Regions from separate parts of the Mus musculus genome. Here region 1 is linked to region 2. Evidence: chromatin contacts called from public HiChIP or PLAC-seq data. All regions are on one chromosome and are shown on one strand. The core of a region is the stretch at or near the end of the contact, and the rest is flanking DNA. Distances in the headings are between cores, read along the strand shown.

The links. HiChIP or PLAC-seq counts read pairs in DNA pulled down with a chosen protein or histone mark.
Region 1: a contact with region 2 is called in an H3K27ac HiChIP or PLAC-seq map of large pre-B cells, with 3 times the contacts expected there. The contact joins two enhancer-like sites. A contact is called at or near these places in 1 of 15 datasets of contacts at CTCF or cohesin (large pre-B cells), 1 of 484 Hi-C or Micro-C datasets (the C2C12 cell line) and 1 of 115 datasets of contacts at active chromatin or transcription factors (large pre-B cells).

What each region holds. Positions count from the first base shown.
Region 1 is chr12:115,654,458-115,658,225 of GRCm38.p6, forward strand. It overlaps Igh. Among named protein-coding and RNA genes, the nearest start is that of Mir6388, 39 kb to the right of the region's middle. Within about 2 kb of position 1,499, at least 7 of the 459 cell types and tissues checked have an H3K27ac peak or open chromatin away from gene starts, as enhancers often do.
Region 2 is chr12:115,517,140-115,520,979 of GRCm38.p6, forward strand. It overlaps Igh and the pseudogene Ighv8-10. Among named protein-coding and RNA genes, the nearest start is that of Gm30996, 110 kb to the left of the region's middle. Within about 2 kb of position 2,147, at least 31 of the 459 cell types and tissues checked have an H3K27ac peak or open chromatin away from gene starts, as enhancers often do.

The DNA.
Region 1 (3,768 bases), core at 249-2,748, 140 kb after region 2:
CCAAGGAGCTGAAGGGGTCTGCAACCCTATAGGTGGAACAACAATATGAACTAACCAGTAACCCCAGAGCTCATATCTCTAGCTGCATATGTAAGAGAAGATGGCCTAGTTGGCCATCGCTGGGAAGAGATGCCCCTTGATATTGCAAACTTTATATGCCCCAATATAGGAGAATGCCAGGGCGAAAAAGAGGGAGTGGGTAGGTAGGGGAGCCAGGTGGAGGGAGGGTATAGGGAAATTTCGGGATAGCATTTGAAATGTATATAAAGAAAATATCTAATGAAAAATAAATACAATTTTAAAAAAAAGATAATGACTGTAGTATCATGGGATTCAAATGAGGTAGGCATGTTATATATGGATGTTGTGAGTAAATGGATCCCAACATGCACAGAGTACAGCAGCAACCAGATATTCCTTTAGATGACATGGAAAGTCTTCTACCAGAGACAGGATATAATCTCATGAGGTGTAAATCACATTCAGGCAGGGAAAAGAATTTGAATCTCTTATCAGAAACTGTTAGCAATCTCAGGTGTATCCCCAATAGCCTGGAATTAAAAAAAAATTTAACAGTGGGCAACTCATTTTTGATAAGCTAATTAAATGTTCTAAGAGGAAATCTGAAAAGTGGGATGGATTTATCACAAATCTGGAACATCACATCAGATTGAAGGGCTCTCATCCAAAAACACAAGACAGGAGAAGGAAGAAGCCAGTGCCAGGAATGTTGTAAACAATAAAGGAGACCTCAGAATCAAGATATTGTAAGGAAAACAGTCTATATTCTGATGTAGTTGGTATTAATATGGTATAAAGTCACCTCTTCACTACCTTCAGAGTCCTTTTTCCTCAAGACAATAGAAACATATATATTAAGTCTTAATATTACTAATTTAGAAAAAAACACTTTAGGGGAAAATATACAGAAAAGTAAGTGATGAAAATAAAATGTATGGAAGACCAGACTGTGAAAATGTGCCCAGCTTCTCCCCCTCTCCTTCCCCAGATCTGAGGGTTTCATATGGCAGTAGGACCCAGGTGTTCTACACTTTCCCAGCAGACCTGCATTGGTTCAACATTGTGAATGGAACCACAAGAGCCTTGTTCCCAAGTAACAATCAGTCATAGTTTCCAACTGAGAAAATCCCTCCTGCCAGTGGAAAGAAGTTACAGATAGATGTACAGATGCAGCTGACTATGATAGTGATGTTCAAACATTTGACACATCATGTTTGAAATTCTCTATCATTCTCTCATTTGCATATGTAATTTGTTTATGGCCTTCCAATAAGGTTAATATGTAATGAATAAAACATATGCACAATTACTTAACAAAGAACTGTTACTGTACTAAACTGGTAGTCTTGTCACAGGAGCTCCATCACATGTATTGTATGGTCACGGAAGTGTGTGATATTTGGAAAGGAAGCCTCAGTCCTAGGACTGCCTCACTCACTCTCCAGATGTTCCTCTGCACCTGTTACTGCTTCTCCCTTAGTGAAAGTTGAATCTACACCACCCCCTGCTGGTCCTCTGCATCCTCAAAGGGACTTGTTTCTGAGCACACAGGGAACCTGTTCACTGTGTCTTCAAAGCTCCAAGGTAGTGGTGGCAGAGCTCTGATTCAGAGTGAACTAGTTCTTGAATGGGTAAACTGACATTCTGATGGATTCTTCAGTAACTGCTCTACACTTTGTAAATATCTAATCCTCCTTTCTTTCAGGCACATAGGTTTTTCCTGAAGGTGAGCAGCTATGAAGAAGCTTCCACCTCCCAATAGTCATGAGCCATTGTCACACAGTGCAGAGGTCCACATGAGCGTGAGGTGGGACTTGAAGCAAGGTGGGAATGAGAGTGGCTCTAATTCAATAGTGACTCTGGGTCACAGTAGTGGATGCAAGGAGTGTGATCAAGTGCTCTCTCTTCACCCAAGGATTCTCATCATTCTTCCTTCTCCTCTTCTCATGCTTTTACCCTCCTGCTTTTTCCCATTCTTTTGCCTTCACCCCTTTCATTTTTTTCTCCCATACAAAGAAGCTGAAGCAAGTCTTTTATCTATTAATGTTACATCATAAGACTTTGACCATTATAAATAATTATTTTAAAATTCCTTAAATTTACATAAATTTTATGATCACAGCTCCAACCCCTGCTTTCTTAAAACAGAAACTAAACACAAAGCAAAATAACATTTTCTTATAGGAGTTACACAGCCTATTCTTCACTGACACCTGAGCACACCTCTTGTGATTTCCTGGTAGAGCAGACAGCAGTCTTCTGTAACTCTTTTCATATAAGAAAGTTATAATTTATGCATGTGAAGCAGCCAGCACTTTCTAGTATATATCTAGTCATTGTCATCCTGAATCCTAGAATTTTTTTTCCATTTTTTATTAGGTATTTACCTCATTTACATTTCCAATGCTATACCAAAAGTCCCCCATATCCACCCACCCCCACTCCCCTGCCCACCCACTCCCCCTTTTTGGCCCTGGTGTTCCCCTGTACTGAGGCATATAAAGTTTGCAAGTCCAATGGGCCTCTCTTTCCAGTGATGGCCGACTAGGCCATCTTTTGATATATATGCAGCTAGAGTCAAGAGCTCCGGGGTACTGCTTAGTTCATAATGCTGTTCCTCCTATAGGGTTGCAGATCCCTTTAGGTCCTTGGCTACTTTCTCTAGCTCCTCCATTGGGAGCTCTATGATCCATCCATTAGCTGACTGTGAGCATCCACTTCTGTGTTTGCTAGGCCCCGGCATAGTCTCACAAGAGACAGCTACATCTGGGTCCTTTCAATAAAATCTTGCTAGTGTATGCAATGGTGTCAGCGTTTGGATGCTGATTATGGGGTGGATCCCTGGATATGGCAGTCTCTACATGGTCCATCCTTTCATCAGGGCTCCAAACTTTGTCTCTGTAACTCCTTCCATGGGTGTTTTGTTCCCAAATCTAAGGAGGGGCATAGTGTCCACACTTCAGTCTTCATTCTTCTTGAGTTTCATGTGTTTAGCAAATTATATCTTATATCTTGGGTATCCTAGGTTTGGGGCTAATATCCACTTATCAGTGAGTACATATTGTGTGAGTTTCTTTGTGAATGTGTTACCTCACTCAGGATGATGCCCTCCAGGTCCATCCATTTGGCTAGGAATTTCATAAATTCATTCTTTTTAATATCTGAGTAGTACTCCATTGTGTAGATGTACCACATTTTCTGTATCCATTCCTCTGTTGAGGGGCATCTAGGTTCTTGCCAGCTTCTGGCTATTATAAATAAGGCTGCTATGAACATAGTGGAGCATGTGTCCTTCTTACCAGTTGGGGCATCTTCTTGATATATGCCCAGGAGAGGTATTGCTGGATCCTCCGGTAGTACTATGTCCAATTTTCTGAGGAACCGCCAGACTGATTTCCAGAGTGGTTGTACAAGACTAGAATTAACTAGGAAAACAAACTACTAGCTTTCTGTATGCATGGAAATCATCTTTGAAATTTTCTAATCTTTATTTCCTCATCCTAAAGATTCCATACCTAGTCTAATCTCCTTCAAATAATATTTGTTCCTAGATATATACAAGTCCTTCTCCTATAAAATAATTCTGTCATTTGCTTGTATTTTATAAATTCCGTTTTTTTTTTCTACTCATCCCTTTAAATCTTGAGACCACTTTCACTCTCTATCCTGCATATCTCCAAGTTCATCCTGGCAAATTAATACAGCAGTCATTGGACAGGAGGGTACATGTATCTCCTCACGTTTCCA
Region 2 (3,840 bases), core at 897-3,396:
GCCATCTGGTAATCTCTGAAGCTAGCTGTTATAGTTGTCTCTGTTAAGAGCTTGTTCTTCAGTTGACTCTGTTAGCCTCTATAAGCAGACCTGGGAGGGTAGGATTCTCCTTAGTTTCAGTGGGTAGAGTATTCTCTGCAGGAAAGCTCTCTTCTTGCAGGGAAGGTACCCAGATATCTGGTGTTCGAACCGGACTCCTGGCAGAAGTTGTGTTCCACTCACTAGAGCCTTAGGATCCCTTGTGGAATCCTGTGTGGGCCCTTGCGGGTGTCAGGCGACTCCGCTGGCAAGGTAGCCCGGGGCTCGAGTGGAGCGGAAGGGGCTTGTTGACAGGTGTGTTTTGAGAAATGGCTCCTGTTTACTTATAGAATGTCGCTTATATCTCTGAGACTAAATTTAATTTGTTTCTACATTTTCATCAATGATCCTATTAAAGTCATTCTCTTTCCTAGTGGCAGTTGGATCCACCTCCAAAAGTTCCCATTTGTAATAATGTGTAAACGAGTGGGGGGGGAGCAGGGTCTTTGTTGTATTCATTAGGGTGTAACTGGGCCAGAGAAGCTGAAGACAGAAGAACAACAGTGAATCTTAAGGGAAGATGGATCACCCCATGTTCCCATGGATGAATTCCTGGGACCCTCACATACAGGGGTCAATAGAAAGAAGAGTTAGAGTGGCACTCCTAAAGTGTTAACTTTTTAAAAAAATCACATTGAGAAAGAAATAGAAATCAAGCCAATGTATTTTGCAACTCAATCTCTTTACTACACTGCATGAATTTAATGAGATACGAAAATTGAGAGAATTTCATTCAAAAGATCCTAATGGGTGGAGAATATGTATGCTTAGAAAGCTTTATCTCTTCCTGTGTACCTTTCTAATTCAGTGTTGTCTTATTTCTAGGCAGGGAATGTCAGTAAAGCATTTCAGGAGCTGATGTTTCACTAATGAAGGACAGATATGAAATATTGTCCTCACAATGAGAGAAAATAATAGCACTGTGCAGGGATATGTTATCATGTGCATTTAAATATCTGAAGTATGTATACATATATTTAAACATCAATACATTCTACATAAATACAGATTATTCAAGTATATTTGTGTTCTAACTTCAGGTTCAAAACTTGGATACACCTAATGTTGAAGCATATGAAGAGGGGGATCAATTGAATGCATGTTCTCTCTTCCATAACTGGTCTGAATCCATGTGATATCCTGTGAATTGTTAGCTCACATGGCAACATCCTCAGGAAATCAATGACTTCTGACTATAAAGGAACATTTATCCCTGCAATTCAAGGAGCTAAATGGTTTTATCATGACATTTCTGAACCCCTGATGTGCTGGGTAATGTCTATAAAGCTGTACTTCATACATCAGTATATTGGAAGCTGATGACTCACATAAGTTGCTATGTACAGAAGTGCATGCATATTTAAGTAGTTGGATTGACAGAGACATCCTCCTCTTATAATGTAATCCATTCACAAATATCCAGGCTCCATAAGATTATATATAGACAAGATGAGATTATTCTCCTAAGTTAAACTAATATGAAGATCGTCATACTTGCTGATCTGTTGCAATGTCTATGCAGGAGCTTTCCTTGAATAAATGGACATATTTATTTACACCATTTTTCTATATTCAGCTTTCACAGTGAATGATTTTTCCCTTCTCTTCTGCTTGGGCCATATTTTCGTTGATCACAAACCAATAGAAGTTCCTTTTGGAAGTGTCTGTATTTGATGATTAAGAACACCACCTAAGAGACTGGTTACCATTTCACAATTCCAGGTTCCTTTGAGGAGAGGATTGTGTTTGGAAACTGGCTCACTTCTTCTCACTCTGATTCCTCAATGGAATTATGAAACATGGTTTCCTCAGTGATCATACTCTGTTGCTGTGAGAATTTGAAGCCTAAGACTGAGTGGAACCATAGCTCTGAACCACCTGCTGTAGTCACCAAACAGCCATCAGCTTTAAAAAAAACACAGGCAGAATCATTTATAAAGATATTAACAGGGACTTAGAGTGAATAACAGGAAGAGAAAGCTCTTAACCTAAGAGGAAACAGGAAACCACAGAGGCCAGAGGAAAACTGTGGCCATACCCTCTTATGATATAATAGGAAGGAACAGAGCTGGACACCAGCCTGAAATACTGTACAGCTGAAAACTGGGGCTGTGTCAATGAGCTCCTCAAGCACAGTAGTATGTGGTAGTATCTGCAGTGACCACACTGGAGATCTTAAGGAATACCTGGGTGTTGGGGGTATCTTTGGAGATTGTCAGCCGGCTCCTCAGGGATGGGTTGTAGCCCTTATCATCATTCCACCAAATGTGTGCCAGCCACTCCACACCCTTCCCTGAAGGCTGACACATCCAGCTCACCATCATTCCATAAGTGCTCAGTGAAAACCCAGAGAAAGAACAAGTCAGACTGAAGGTCGGGGAGGGCTGCAATTTCCCAGGGCCAGACTGTTAAAGCGTAACTTGGGACAGGACATCTGTGGAGAAAAAGAAAAATGAAAAGGTAAGTTTGGAACAGGTCAGGAGAGAAAAGTTAATTCCTTGGGGAGCCTTGGCCATCACATGCAGGGACAATCAGCAGCAGGAATGAGGAAGTAAGCCTGTCCATATCTGCACACTTGTGAATACATAGGCCCGGCTTTGGATTTTCAACCGAAGGTTTAGTGGATCAAGGAGAGATTTGCATTCTGACCCCAAGTGCTGCCTCTGATGGAATACTTAAATTTTAGGACTCAAGAATATGAATCTATGATGGTCTTACACGCGTTCTCGACCGGCCAAAAAAGACGCAGCAAACCAGAATCTTCTGCGGCAAAACTTTATTGCTTACATCTTCAGGAGCAAGAGTGCAAGAGAGCAAGAGCTCTATTGCTTACATCTTTAGGAGCCAGAGCGCAAGAGCGCAAGAGCGAGGGCAAGAGCGCAAGAGCTTTATTGCTTACATCTTCAGGAGCAAGAAGCAAGAGCCAGAGCAAGAGTGCAAGAGAGAGAATGGCGAAACCCCGTCCCTTTTAAGGAGAATTATCCTCTGCCTAGGACGTGTCACTCCGATTGGCTGCAGCCCATCGGCCGAGTTGTCGTCACGAGGAAGGCAGAGCACACGTAGTGGAAAACTACCCTTGGCACATGCGCAGATTATTTGTTTACCACTTAGAACACAGGATGTCAGCGCCATCTTGTAACAGCGAATGTGAGGGCGGCTCCCCACATGATGGGAGATGCAGGGACCCTCAAGAGAGTTCATTTCTGCTTCCCACAGAGAGTATGTAACACACAAGGCCTGGTTCCTCAGTATAAGCCTCTTCAGGTGAGTGATGTTGGCATGCAGTAGATTTGAGAGAGACACTCACTTTAGCACAAAGAATCCAGACCCTGTTCACTCATCTAGGAATCACTTCCCTATGATTTTCCATGGAGGACAGATGAGACTCAAAGATAAGATTTTACTCCTACCTTTATGACACTCTTTGGGTATCTTACCACTATATATTTTTCCACAAAATTGACACAGTAATTGTATAATCTTGCATAATGTAAGAGTATATACAATCTCAATGCTGGCAATGTGAATACAATAATTCCCTGAAAGAGAGTGATTTCATTAACTTTATTGATGTGTCAGGTTCCTGGCTCACATATTTGAGATTACCATCTATTCAAAAATCAGTAGCTTCATCATTATATTAACCTGTATTTTTTTACAACTTTAAAATCAGGAGGAGAAAGCATAAATTCTAAGCATGGAGACGTTTATTCAATTCTCTCAGTTGCTAATGATCTTGGAAAGTGGCACAGTGGTCAGAGG